2 separate regions of the Athene noctua genome follow, and region 2 is linked to region 1. The links are chromatin contacts, called in public Hi-C maps. All regions are on one chromosome and are shown on one strand. Each heading gives the region's core, a stretch centred on a gene start, on an enhancer-like site or on the middle of the called end of the contact. The rest is flanking DNA. Distances are from core to core; before and after follow the strand shown. Region 1 holds the start of ATP6V1C2 (ATPase H+ transporting V1 subunit C2). Region 2 holds the start of ODC1 (ornithine decarboxylase 1).

Region 1 (7,031 bases), core at 1,315-3,814:
GGAAAATAGCAGCAATTCCTTTACCCAAGATCTTGGGCATAAAAAGCCTTTTCCAATAAAGGAAAAAAGTATGTGTAGTCTCAAGACTACATGTCAGTGTCTTCCTTCCTTTTTTCATTCCTGTATCATCAAGTTCCATAGACCGGTCTTCAAACTGATAAAATAGTGACTAGACATGCACACAATATACGTATAAACAAATCAGATGTACTGAGAGAACCAAGGGAAGTCCCACTTATTCAAAAGGGGGTCTATGTCTGCATTCTTTGCCATCACCAAAGACTAAGCCTCTCACAAAGCCATTTCTTCCAAAACCAACATCTGCTTTTCGCATGACTCTGTCACAGTCATAATCCCATGTTTATGGTATTGCAATATATTGCCTAACCTTTTCTTGTAAGGTTGTCAGCTCAGCTTTATGAAGGGTCAAGCTGAAGGAGAAGAAACAAATTTTACATCAAACAATTAGCAGAATATTAATGGACTGGTTGCATCTTCAGATACTGCAAATGCTTTATTTCTTTTAACATTAGCAGACTCACACCAACACCAGCTGGGTAAGGCCCATAGATGGTAAAAATCATACCAATCTCAGGTTCACATGCAAAAAGCAAATTCCCAGACTGAAACATTCATGCAATGATTCAGTAGGTTATTACTCCAGAACAGGCCACACTCCCCTTTTACTTGCATCCTCATGTAATAGGATTAGCTCAAATTGTAACTGTTAACAATCTTTTTGGATTAAAGCCAGATGCTGGATGCACTAAGTGTAGTGATGGGTGATGGAAGTTCCCCAAGGAACCCAGTTCTACATCTGTGATAGCTCCATTGACTTTAATGCAGTCTATTTGGATTTTTCATAGCCATAAGTGAAATAAAAATAAGGTGCAGATCTTATAAAATATGCAGATCTTATAAAATATGGATTAAATAATGCAAAGATATTTTAAAAATCATGGATTAATACTCTTCCTATTTATATGATGATATGAAGCTGGATTAATATAGCTGAATATACACACAAATCCATATCCCAAGGAGTAATGTGCATTAGAGCTCTGTTTTCTCAGTCAGCAATCTTACGGGCATGGTTCTAGATACTTGGCTACTGCCTTTGCATCAGCAATCCAAGATGTATAGTGTTGTATGACTTTCATGAGTGGGAGCAAATGGTACACTGAATGCAATAGATTAGTTATTTAACTCATCTCACCCATCTTCACTCCTTATACATATATCCTTCCAATGTGAAGGTCAGCTTCAAGCACAATGGCTTCTTTTCTCTTTGATCAATTTTAAGCTGACTGAACACAATTCATCCCCCAACTGCAACCTGCTGCTACTTTCTGCATATAATCCCAAAAGATAAATTCCACATTTATCCGAAAAGTCTTTAGCACTAGTTTATGCTGCTGTATCACCCATACACAAACCCCTTCCTCAGTTTACCTTTAAGTCTGGAATATGGAATTTGCTGTTGCTGGACAGGTTGGATTTGCACGTCACCGTGTTCATTCTCTCCCATGCCTGCAGATTTGTTTTATCTCCCGGAGCAGAAATTAGCCAGAACTCCGACATGATCTAATATTTTCCCTTCGCTCCTGGTCACTGTAGAAACACAAAGCAGGTAAGTGGCTAAATGAGCGCGGCACAGAATGTGCTCTTCCCTAAGAACACAGAGTTAGAACCGATCACCGATTTTTTTTCAGAAACACCAGGAGAGTGAGTCAGTCCTGTGTCTCCGACTGAAGTGGAACATGACCTTCTCCCGAATGTCACAGACAGAGTGCGGCCGTTCCTCCTCTCTCAGGGTCGTTCCATCCAGTTTCTGAATGAAGAAACGAAGCTTCCTCCTCCCCTTCTCCCTCCCAGCCTGTTCGTTCGCCTTGCACAGTACATCCAGTCCCCGCTGTGGAGCACGGGGACCCCACTAAACCATCCAAACGTAATTAAGGATTTCTGTTTAATAAATACCGTCTCTCAAATTTGGGGACACTTGTAGGCAAAAGGGAAAGCAAGATGTCAAAAGACCTCTGCTGAACGAACAGGCTGCAAAAGATGCCACTGGCAAGACGGAATATTGCTTTACCCTTTGATTTTCTTCCCGGGCTGGATAGGAAGGGGCTGGAGGAAGGCGAGTCGCGGCGCACAGAGACGGCACCAGCAGAACAACAAAGATAAACCGCCGCGAGGATCCACGCGGGACAACCGCGCTGGTCCGGCCGGGCCGGGCCGGGCCGGGCCGGGCCGGGCAGCGAGAAGCAGCGGCCAGCCGGAACTCCCCCATTCCTCTCCGGAGCCCCCCCTCCCCGTCTTTGCCCCCAGGTACGTCCGACAGGGAAGGTTTGACCCGCGCCCCTCCCGCACCCCGCGGCGCTGCCCGCCCCCAGCACCGCCGAGGGGGGCGAGGGGCGGCGGCTGCTGCCGGCGCGGCGGCCCTGCCCGCGCCCTGCCCGCCGCCTCCCTCACCTGCGCCGGCTGCCCGTGGCTGCCCGCCCGGCGGCGGCTCCCGGCGGGGCGGCGCGGACATGCTCGGTGAGGCGGGCGGGGCGGGGCGCGGCGCCGCCGGACCCGGGGCGGAGAGGCGCGGGTGGGAGCGGGGCCCTGCCCGCGCGGGGGGCTGCCGCGCCTGGTGGGACAACCCCGCCCTAACGCCGGGAGCAGCCCTGGCTCTTGCGGCCCTTCGTCCTGTTGCCGCCTTGTAAACTCGCAAAAGTAACGCAGAGGCTGTTTGTTTTCATTAAACAGCCACTGCCTTTAGCAAGAGTGCACGTTTTGGGCTCATTAAAGAAACTTTCAGGAAACTCTTGTTTCTGGGAATTCCCTGGATGCTGTGTTTAACAAATACTGACGCGGTGCAGGAGTTTGCAAGGTAGCGACGCTTCCTCCCCCGGCGATGCGGCTTCCCTGGTAGAATATATAGCTGGGGCTTTTAGTCCTTACTAAGTCTTGAGTTTAATCACGCTGCCTTAAGCCTGGCTATAAGATATCGGGGTGGTTCCTAGGTCGTGTGGAGTAATGTTCCCCAGAGGCTTCTGAACCAGACAAGTTCTGAAGGAAACAGGGGTCTAAGCACATGCCTTTGAGTGGCATCTCTGCAAGCAGGAATTTAACCCCCCCGGAGTACATGGTGCATCCAGCTCTGATTTTCCAATTGAGTGGTCTAATCACTGCGCTGTCATACAGCACTTAGGCAATCTCTCCTATTACTGGTGTTTTATTTTCTTCAAAAGGCAGTGCATTTTTTGCTCATGTTTCTATGTATCAAATGTAAATGAAGCCCAGCATGAAATTAAACAAAAGGATGCTCTTGGTTTTCCACATGATCTGTCCTAAATTGAGAGGGTCTGAGATGCTGGGGCCAGGCAGGGCTGGTCATGCACAGAAGCAGAGCTCTTGACACTTCCAGGAACTTTAAATGAAGACCGTTAATGGGTTTAAATATTTCCAGCACTAGGTAGCAGCAGCTGATGGACGATGTCCTGAATCATAGTCTTGGACTTGGACTGTTCCATCTAAATCACGCTCTAGGTAGTTAATGTGCAGGTCAAGGTCTTACACTCTAATATAGACTCTTAGATTAGCCAACGATTCATCTTCCTTTGCTTCTCTTTAACATTTTTAGTGATATATAAAAAAGCAATAGATGTGTGGAGGAGCAGAGTCTCTACTGAAAGCTATCCAGAAAATGACAGAGATTTGCAGCTGAAATAACGACTCTACTGGGCTTTTTTGCTTACCTATTTTATTGGTCTATTCTTTTTCCTTTCTGGACTAATTAAACATTCAGTGCTCATAGCTGTGATTATTCTAGCTCTTTTCAATCATTGTTTCCCCTAGGGCACAACAAAGGACTTTCCAGAAATTATGTCAAAAAACTAACATTGATGTGTGTGATGACATTCATAGAAATAGTGATTATTTTCTAATCTTCCATTTTTTGTTTCTTTAGATTGTATGTTTTAATAAGGAAAACAGGATTAGCTGATGCTCAAGTATGTACATCATATATTTCTACCCACAGACTGAAAGGTATAGTAACCCTCATCACCCAGATAAGGCAGTTCTTTGCCATCTCAAACCAAGTACAGTTTTCACCGGATCCTTCCTGCAGTCTCAAACCATGGAAATGCTTTCCATGATTAATTTTAGAAATGTTACATTCTCATAAGCTTCATGAATTTAGAATGTCAGTTGATGAGAAATGTTACTTGCTGCAGTGGTGCTAGCTGTTGGGGATGCTTCTGTATGCATGGATATTATAGTGAATAAGGTAAAATTCAAGCTGGAGGGTTGTCAGACTTCTAGATTCTACAATATATGCTGTTTCCTTCCTAAATGTTTTTACTGCAGCAATGTCACTTTTCTTAGTTTTTCACGTGGCATCATTTGCTTTGGTTGCTATTATTGAAGTGGAAGATATTATCCTACTTAATGTATTGTTTTACTAGAAAATTATCAAGGAAACATGATATTAATGCTTAAGCAATGTCCTACTGGATGTTTTCTATTATCACATTTTCTGGTTTTACTCTGACTTTTTAATCTCTTTTTCCCCAGTTATACATTTATTTTAGGCTTGGAAGAACCAGCAGTGAAGGTGGTGGAGGGAAAGAGCATGCAGCACCGCATGCCATGGGATATGGAGAGTGTGCTGCACACTCTGGTGGTAACACATCTATGACAGCTCATGTCTCCCCTGTCATTTCCCTGGCTGGTGCTGCGTGTGGTGCCATGTGATTTCAAAGCTGTCTAATTCCCTCATGATCATCATGTGTCTTTCTGTTCCCTTTGATCCATCAAGGCAATGAACCTTCCTGTGACTTTGTCTCTCTCTCTGTTTATGAGTACTTCTTCAGATGTCACACTAAGGAGCAAAACTCTGTCTCCAAACAGTCATTAAAAGTACTAAAATATCCTACTTGAAGTATCTCCCAAGGCAAATTTCTGTAGCAGATGACCAGATTAATTACCTAGAGAACTGACAGTGATATCAGTGGGAAAGCTTATGTTTTAAGCTTGCAAAACAGCAGCCAAAGAGCTGTAGTTCTCTATAAAACAGTTTATAAATCTATTACGTGTGTTATCTGTTTAGTCTTCTAGTAATGTGTGGTTGGTTTTTTTTCCCTCTGCTTAGAAAGAGTCTTTTAAATCCTATCCCCTAGTCCTGTGTGGTTTATTATTATTGTGGCATTTTATTTAAAATTATAGTCTAAAATATTTCAGTGAAAGAACTCTTAAATAACTTGATCGTGGATAATAAAATATTATTTAAATGCAAACATTTTTTCTGTGTACTTTTAAGATTAGTGCACAAACTACATCTTCATCATAATTCCTTAGCTGTTTATCTATTTCTTAATTATGTTAAAGAATACTGGAATATTGGTTATGCACTCTCTCTGTACCGTGAAGTGCAGCAGAACCTTCCTGATGAATTGCTTTCATACACTGAATATGAAATGCTGTTTCACTATGAATGTACCTGACAGCTCGTACTTAACACAATTATATGTATATATGTACTGACAGGGCACTGTCTAGTTGTCCGTAAAATCAGCAAAGGTAACATATTGTTTCAGAACCCTGCACCACCATGTCTGTCACCAGGTAATGCATGCAGCAAATTCTGACACTAGAAAAAGAAGGAAAAAGCAAACAAAGTTATTTGTTCTTGGTTGAAAACATCCTATATCACACCTGTTTGCAGTGAGTACACCTACCTGCTCATCTAGATTTTTTAAAATGGAAAATCTAAAAGTATACCATTACTACTTGCAACAAAGATTCATTATATGCAGGAAGGAAGATGCTTTGTCAAAGCTTCTCCTGCATCATTCAGATCGTGACTTTTTTTAACTTTGTAGTAAGTGTAACAGGCATATTTGTCTGCTCTTAAATTATCTGAATTGAAATTTTAATAGTCCACATTCTAGTTGATCTTTCTGCTTTTGATTTTCTAAGAAGTCTTAAAAGTATCACTGACCAGGAACAAAAAATTAATCTCAAGCGGCTTGAAATATAACACTGTTTCCTGCTGTGCAGCTAGAACCTCTGTGTTCTCCCCCTCTTCGTTTGCACTGTGGCCAGTTAAACACACCTAGAGAATGGATGAGAGGGTCAGGAATCCTTGGCCAGTCTCACCTAAAGAAAGTCACATAATTCTCCAGTCTGTAAAACTCTCCAGTGTTTCACACCTCTAGGAATTCTTTGTAGGTTCCCTGCCTAATGCCTTTTGAGGTGCATCCTGGAGCATCCTGTTGGGCCATCAGCTGCTGTTCCATGATGACGCTGGTCTTCTGCATAACTTACATCACACCAACCAACCCCATGCAGATGTCTGGGATCCCTCAGGGCATCCCGAATAGGACAAGACCTCTATGTGTGAACAAGTGAACTCAACTTTAAATGTCTATTAATAGCTAGTGGTTGTCTAAGTAATCAGGCAGTGGAACCTATGATTGCTCTCATGCCGAAGAAGGCACCTAGTGGCTGCTGCGCTACATTGCTCCTCAGGCTTCGTGAACTGCATTTGCTAGGGATGAGATTCAGCTGCCTGAGCTTCTAGTGCCACTTGAGATGTCGTTGCACATCCTGCCTGGCCTCCAGCTCATGCTGCAGGTCTTGCGTCAGCCCCATCTAGGTGTCCTGGATTCTATTCGGCATCTCAAATGCCACTAGACAACCTACATTTAAGCAAGTGAAGACTTAGCTCTCTGAAATGATAGCTTTGACACCCAGTACCTGCACAGGCACCTATATTTAGGTGTGTTGATCTCCCACGAATCTCAGCTATAACACCCACTAATACAAACCAGAGTCCTTTCTAGTCATGATACTGGTATCATCACTGTCGAGATACATAATCCAGGGAATACTTAATTTGAAACAGCTTCCGTTAGCATCTTTACCGGAGTTACGCATTGTTGTGGTGAGAATTTAGTCGTGATTTTCATTGTTTCTTGAAGATGTATCTACATTGAATATACATTATTTCAGTCCTTGTTGCTGCTCTTGTAAGATAGAAT
Region 2 (7,031 bases), core at 3,246-5,745, 140 kb after region 1:
GCAAACTTTCAGGCTGCTTCTAGAGAAAATCAAAGTCTTGCCTGTGGCGGGCTTAGAAGATGACTGTGAATTACGTGTGACAGCAATGCCCTTTGGCCCCAGTGATGTCTTCATCATGGAAGAAAACAGCCCTCTACATGAGAGAGATGCAGTCTACAGGCTGAACAGTGTGGTGCTGTGCTAGCAGGACTAGCCATTGCCTCCCCACTTTCTGTTGTGAACAGCACTCTGCTGGTTGCACACAGAAAGTCAGTCTGTCACTTCCATGGTTTCCTCCCCATTGATCCCACAGTACAGGCTGGCCTCTGCTTTTCAAGCTAAGGAAAAAGGGTTCGCAAGAGCTCTTCTCACTCTTCCTGACTCAGAGAATTTTGACATTGTCTTTGTTGAGAACGAGATGAGGAGTCTATTAAAATGCAAAGTATTTAAAACCACCATTGTATCATTATATGTTGCCTATAGAAATCCGTGTATTAAATATAACAAATGGTAGAGCCAAATCTTATGATCTGGCTTACCTCTGGTAGATGCTGAGCTCATACAGAGGATGATGACACTCAGAGACCTTCCTGTATCAACTATATTTAACAACATGCATATGAGAGCACTGACTTCTTTCAATTTCCCTTTTTATCTCAAATCTGTAAATGTGAAGGACTGGAAAAGACTCAGACACAAAACAGGTGCTGTAATGTCAGAGTTATGTGCTTCACCTCATGGTATGTGTCTGTGAATGACTTGTTTTGAACATAGCGGGGCTACTTTCTCCTAAAAAAGGCAAGTTAGAAAACAGAACTGTAAGCATCTCTGCAGTTGAGCTGCAAAGCAAAGCATTCCAGTCACTTCCACAAGGTTTTTAGTCACTCCATATCCTTTGGTTTTGTCACTGCGAGGAGCTATTTTAGTTTGGTGCTCTGACTCAAAAACATGCAATGTCACATTTGCGGCACTGAGTGGCAAGAAACTGCATTCAAAGTCCTAGAAAAATGTGTAATAAAAGAGGGAAAAAATATATCTTGGAAATATATTGTTTCCTCTATTGGTCTTTTTTGAATAACAGGGACTATTTATATCTTTTTTTTCTCTGTGAAATGTCCAACAAACTGAAAAGGAGTGAGGAGCTGCTGCCCCAAGAGAGCTGGAGGTAGCCCCACAGGAGTCTCCCATTCATGTGCCATGCACCCCGCAGCCTGCAGAGGATCTCCACTTTGCACAGGTCCACAGCTCAGCACACCGCAGTCTGGATTTTACTCTCCACAATCCTGGGTAAATCACTGAATCTCCCTCTGCACCACTTTTTCATCTGTAAAGTGGAGGTACTATTTATAATATTTCCCTCCACGAGCTGTCAGAAGGCTTAATTTCTTAAGAAGTGCAAAGCCCCTGGATAGACTCAGAGGGAAAAAAGCAGTTGAGAAATGTCAGGAGTTACCTCGAGGTTTCCTCTAGTTGCTGTGACGGTGCTGGCCAGGGAGCTTGTCCCTCTCCTGCTTGGGCAGCTCTCACCACCTGGCCGGGCTTGGCTCCAGCTCCTCCCAAATTCAGGGGTCTGCAAGAGCCAGATCCATCACTCAGCAGGACCAGGGACCACCAGGTTGCTGCTGCTGCGAGACATAGGAGGCACTGACAGATATGGGTCAGCCAGAAATCCTCCACATCCCCTGTCCCTCCAAGGCAGCAAAGGGCCCTGCTTGGAGAGAAAGCAAGGAGGGGAAACATCAGGAAGATGTGGCCACAGTCTCCTGCCAACAAATGCTTTTCCAGTGCCCTCTTCTGGAAAACATTTTTGGCCCATGCAACTGCTTCATGTAAGGTAGTTTGAGACTGGTGGTGACTTGCAAGAAGCTGCAGGAGCATCTCCCAGCTCTTCAGACCCAGGATCTGCTCTGCTCCTGTCACCGGTGGACTTGTGCAGCTCTTCAGAGAAGCTTGGCCAGACCCTCAGGGCACTATCCAGAAAATGGGCAGAGAAGGATGTGCCTCCTTGCTCTCCCCTGATGTCCCTGAAGGCTGTCTGTGGCTGTCCTCTGGCATGGAGACCCAGGTCCAGAACCCTTCCCTCCCTGTACTGGGACACCTCCTGCAAACCTTGTGCTCCTCAGAGCCAGTCCTTGCCACCAGCAGCTCTCAAGGAGCCTCCAGAGACAAAAACTTGGAGATAAACCATTCTGGTAATCCCATCCTTTTGAGGAGTTGATACAACATCGTTATTAATCATCTGCAACGAGCTGACGAATGTTTCAGTTCCTCAGATAATTGCTCTTCATGGTTATTCTTGTGGCCTCTTTCCCTTGGAGCAGTCCAGCTATCTCTCTCCAGGCTCAGGTACAGCTCCGTGTTGTCTCACATCCATATCTGAGTGGTGCCTACCCACCAGCAGCCATGCTCCTGCCCCAGCTGCCAGCTGCCCCAGGGTCAGTCAACCCGGACCCTGGTGGGAATGGAGCCATGGACTCTCCTCCAGACCCAGCCAGAGGGTAGAAGGCAAAGGGGGAATAACAACTGGTACCAGGATCACCGTGGAGTGCTGGAGCCGGGTGATGGCCACTGTCCCCATACCAGCCTCAGCCCTCACTTTTCTGCCAGCTCAGTGAGCAGCTGGCTCCTGCAGTGGTGGCTCAGCCCTCCACTTCCCCCGATGGTTGCTTTTCCAACATCTAAATTGCTTCTGCTGCCCATGGAGACAAATCTAGAGGCTTGATAGCCCCATTATTTGCTCCATTAACTGTCAGGGGAGGTGGTGTGAAACTTCTCTGGGATTTTGATGAGTTAGCACAGGCAACGCTCACGCAGTGACTGGAATAGCTGTCAAGGGAAGGTAGTGTCCAGGGGTCCAGATGATGTGGATGCTACACACAGGGACAGTTTTCCCCACTGCCTGCTTGATGTTATCTAGAAAACCTTCCCCAATTCATGCCCCTGTGTGTGGCCACATATACACACACTAAAAGTATTTTTTAAAATCTTTTAGGAGCTTTTGTACCTTCTTCCGTTTAATTATTTTAACCAAAGCCAGCTCTGTCCCCAGACATTACTTTTGGCTGTGGCCCAACTAGCCTTTTGTTTCTTATCTGCTTGATCTTGGTGTTTTCCTTTATTTTACTCCTTCAAGGGATTCTTGCACAGCCCCAGCCTTTAAACCCCCCCCCCCCCCCTCCACCGACCCAGCTCCAGCAGCCAGGGCCTGACAGTGGGGCAAGGACATCCCATTGATCCATCCGCTTCTGCCTGAAATATGGTAGGGTTTCCAGCTGGGCTCGGTGGGAGCAGTGGGAGGACGGGACCTCTGAGGTCAGTGGGCACAGCCTTTTCAGCACCTCCGTGACAGAGGGTCCCGCCCAGTGCAGCAGCCGGGTTGAGGGTTTTCCCCACAGCACGTTGCCCACCCAACCAGCTCTGCAGAAGGGCAGGGGCTGGCCAAACATCTCTATCTTCAGAAAGCCATAATCTCTTAATTAAAATAGCCACCAGTGATTTGGAGGTGGGGATCGGGAGCACCCTGAGCTCCATCCTAAAGTGTGGGCTGCAGAAAGCTTTCCTGCCTTTCTAACAAATGCCCTGAGCTGTCAGGGTGTAAAGATCCCCTTTTCAGCATGGCAAGGGCAGCCCCATCCTTCAGAGCTCCCATGTACAGTGACAGGACAGGGACAGTCCCTGTGTGGTTGCATCTACCGTGGGGTAAGACTTGAACTTTCTAAAGACAGGGGCAGAAAGTGCCTGACCCAGTAAGGACACAAAGTGCAGTTGTTGCAGGGCTAAACCAGAAATAGGTTAAAAGAAGCGTGGAATTTATACCTGGTTACAACTTTCCCTAAAGCTCATTTTTCACACAAGCCAGCACACAGGGAGACAAAATAACCTTACAGGGGAAACAGATACCAGCGTCAAAGCAAAAGCAAAGGAAAAAAAAAAGATGTTCAGTGTTATGTGTTTTGGGTAACGTCCTCGGCAGGCAGGGATGGAGGCAGGGGCAGCACGGCCGGGGGCAGCAGCCAGCGCCGACACCTGAACCACGGGGGCTGCGAGTGCTGCGCAACCAGGATGGCCCTGGGGGGACAAACGCCCACTGACAGCCCGGGGGCGACGCTCCGGGAACCCGCGCTCGGCTTTTCCGTTCTCCACCACGTGCCAAAAGCACCGCTTGCGGCCGGGGGCCTCGGCCCTCCCGCAGCCGCGTTCCCGCGCTCAGCAGGGCGCGCAGGGCTACTGCCAGCGGGGCCCGGGGCGGCGGGGCCGGGCACCTGCTGGCAGCGGGCGGGGCGGGGCTGGCGCACACCGCCCCGCGGGCCACGCACCGTGCGGGGCCCACGGGGGAAGGGGGCCCGGGGCGGGGGAACGGCCGGCGGGAGCGGCGGCGGGGCCGGCGCAGAGACCCGACGCGCTCAGCGCACGGCGGGGCCGGGGCGGGGCGGGGCCAGGGCGGGGCCGGGGGGCGGGGCGCGTGCTGGCGCCGACGTCACAATAGCGGCTGCCAGAGCCCCTGCCCGGTCCCAGCCGATCGCGGCTGGTTTGAGCTGGTGCGTTGCCGTAGCGACGCCGGCTGTCCTATATATAGGAGCGCCGCGGCGGTGGCGAAGCTTTGTGAGTCGCGGCGCCCCGCTCGCTCCGCCGGCCCCGCTCCTCCTCAGGCGGCAGGGCGCCTCCCGCCCGGCTCCCCGCACCGCGCCCGGCTCGCAGGAGGAGGAGGCGGCTCGGAGCGAGGGGACCGGCCGCCGCCGCGGCTTGACAGCAGCTGCCGCCGCCCGAGGTGAGGCGGGCGGGCCGCGCCGCGCCGGGGCGGGCGGAAGGGGCCGGGGCGCGCGGCGGGCAGGCGCGCGCGGCGGAAGCCGGCCGGCGCGGAGCCACGTGTCTGCGGGGCCGCTGCCAAGCGGCGCGGGCCGGGCGCCGGCTCCTGCCGCCGGGCACGGGGCCTCCCTCCGCGCCCGGGGAATCCCCGGCCCCGGCGGGGCGGGGGCGGGTGAGGCGGGTTCCGGGCGGCTTGAACGGGTCAGGCCGGCTCTCGCCCGGGGAGGTGTTGGCGGCGCGTCCCGGGAGCGGGGGAGGGGGTGGCTCCGCCGTGGCCGCCGGGCTGTTTCCGCGGCGGGGAGAGGCAGGTGCGTGGCAGGAACGTGGCTCGGGGCGCCCTTGCTTGCCCTTACGTGAGGCGGCCCGGCACGCTTCCCTGCAGCACAGCGGCGCGGGGCCGGGCCTGAGGCCCTTCTCCTGCTGGGCGCCGGGCCCTCGCAGGGTCGCGGGGCGGGACGGGGGGCGAGCTGCCGCGAGGTGGCCGCCATAAAGGCGTCCCCCAGCGCGAAGTGAAACGCCTCCTCGGGAAGCCTCGGTATCGGAGGCTGGAGCGCCCAGTGCCCCGCTGCCGAGTCAGGCAGCACGGCCCGGGACGAGCCGCGTAGCCGACTCAACTAAGGGACCGTGCGTGTTCACGGGAGAAGGGCCGTCAGTGAGAGCTGGGCAGCCAGCCCCTTCCTTCCCGACAGCAGTCACCAGCCATCGGCTAACTCCGCGGCCAGGAGCGCCTCGGGCGCGCTTTCTAGACGCAGCTTTGGTATTTGAGTACGGAGCCTGCAGGCATGACTCAGCTGTGTCTAAATACAGCTGCTTGAATAAGGGAATGTTCTGGAGAGCAACTTCTAAATGAGCACAAATTGCCTTTCTCTGGGAAGCTGCGGACACTTTGCACGCAGTCCAAATAAAAACATACACTGGGAGACAACAATTTGCGTCTACATGATCATGTTCTGTCTGTATTCTGTGTAATTACACTGTAGTTAAAATTGTGCAATAAAGGGGAGATGGAAGGCTTGCAAGAACTTCTTAAAGTCTTCTGTGAACAGCAAAAGTGATTTCCATTTTACAGGTTAATAGGAAAAGTGATTTTCGTGCGGCTCTGTGCAGAGGGGAGGATAAACTTAAATTCTTCCTGATGGTGTTCACTTCTCTTAACCACAGTTCCTGAATTGCTTTCTGCGAAGCTTCAACATCTCGTTGATGTCGTCCTGTGATAAGATGCAGCTTCTCTTCAGTAACAAACAGCTTGCTGAGAAGTGTTTAATTTGCTGTTTCTTAAGGTCCTTTCAAAGAGGCTTTTAAGAGAAGACTTTAATCCAGCTTCTGGGAGAATTAACACTGCATATGAATGAGAGCAGGGGGAGAAGGCTCGGTGGATTGATAGGTTTTATTTCATTAGAGTTAAAGCTTAATCTGTTTTGAATCTCAAATCTGATTTACCCCTCATAAGTGAGAATTGATCAAAAGATGTGAAGTAGTTCTTGACACTGGCAGTTCAGGTGCCATATGTTTCTGAAAGCTGAAATGAAACTGTACGATCACTGACTTTTCAAAGTCATCCAGTAGATAAAGTTTAATGGATTTTAGTATATCCATCATATGAAATGAATGATTCTGTGGGTCTTAGAACCTTGTAACAGCTGTAAGATATGTTATTTTTCATACGCTGTTTTAAACAGCCTTCTTGAAAATAGAGGGGACAGTGGTGTAACTGAACATTAGTGGATAATTTAGAGTTTGCATAGTCTTTGGTCCAAATCAGTATGACTGGATTGAGTGTAAAAAGTGCTGAGAGAAGCAGAGGGCTGGACCTGGTTACATACATGAAACCGTATCTTCCCTATGAGTCATTTGCAATGCTGAGGTCTTTACAAGGTAGCACACACTTCTGGTCGCGTTAACAGCTTAATGGAGACTGTCACTCTCTGTTTGGACTGCCCAGTAAAAGCATGACCCATGTGCTTTACTGTGGACTTCATAGGTCTTGGATGGTAGAGGAATGCTCTTTAGTTCTGGTTCTCAAAAGACTTTCTACTTGGTTGGCAGATTTCTTTTAACAATGATTTGTTATGGACAACTGTAAAATCTTGTTATAAAGTGTTAATTGGGATCGCCGTTAAGACTTTGTCTGCAGGCCGCAGTTAGGAACCATTCTTTTCAGTATGTATCTGCCACTCCTGACAGCTGAGGTTTTCTTCTCATGTTGCCTGGGGGGGTCATAGGTAGAACAGGCAAGCTCTAACTAA

Evidence for each region. A called contact is a pair of places that touch in the nucleus more often than the background predicts.
Region 2: a contact with region 1 is called in a Hi-C map of heart, with 4 times the contacts expected there. The contact joins the promoter of ODC1 here to the promoter of ATP6V1C2 in region 1. A contact is called at or near these places in 2 of 2 Hi-C or Micro-C datasets (heart and liver).

What each region holds. Positions count from the first base shown.
Region 1 is chr1:17,652,926-17,659,956 of bAthNoc1.hap1.1, forward strand. ATP6V1C2 (ATPase H+ transporting V1 subunit C2) reads right to left here and starts at 2,565. Exons shown (of 13, transcript XM_074895638.1): 1 at 2,473-2,565; 2 at 1,453-1,611. The coding sequence starts at 1,581. LOC141955936 (a long non-coding RNA gene) reads left to right here and starts at 1,818. Exons shown (of 4, transcript XR_012632802.1): 1 at 1,818-1,948; 2 at 2,121-2,328; 3 at 3,956-4,035; 4 at 4,564-5,277.
Region 2 is chr1:17,792,332-17,799,362 of bAthNoc1.hap1.1, forward strand. It overlaps ODC1 (ornithine decarboxylase 1), which reads left to right and starts at 4,496. Exons shown (of 12, transcript XM_074895646.1): 1 at 4,496-4,747.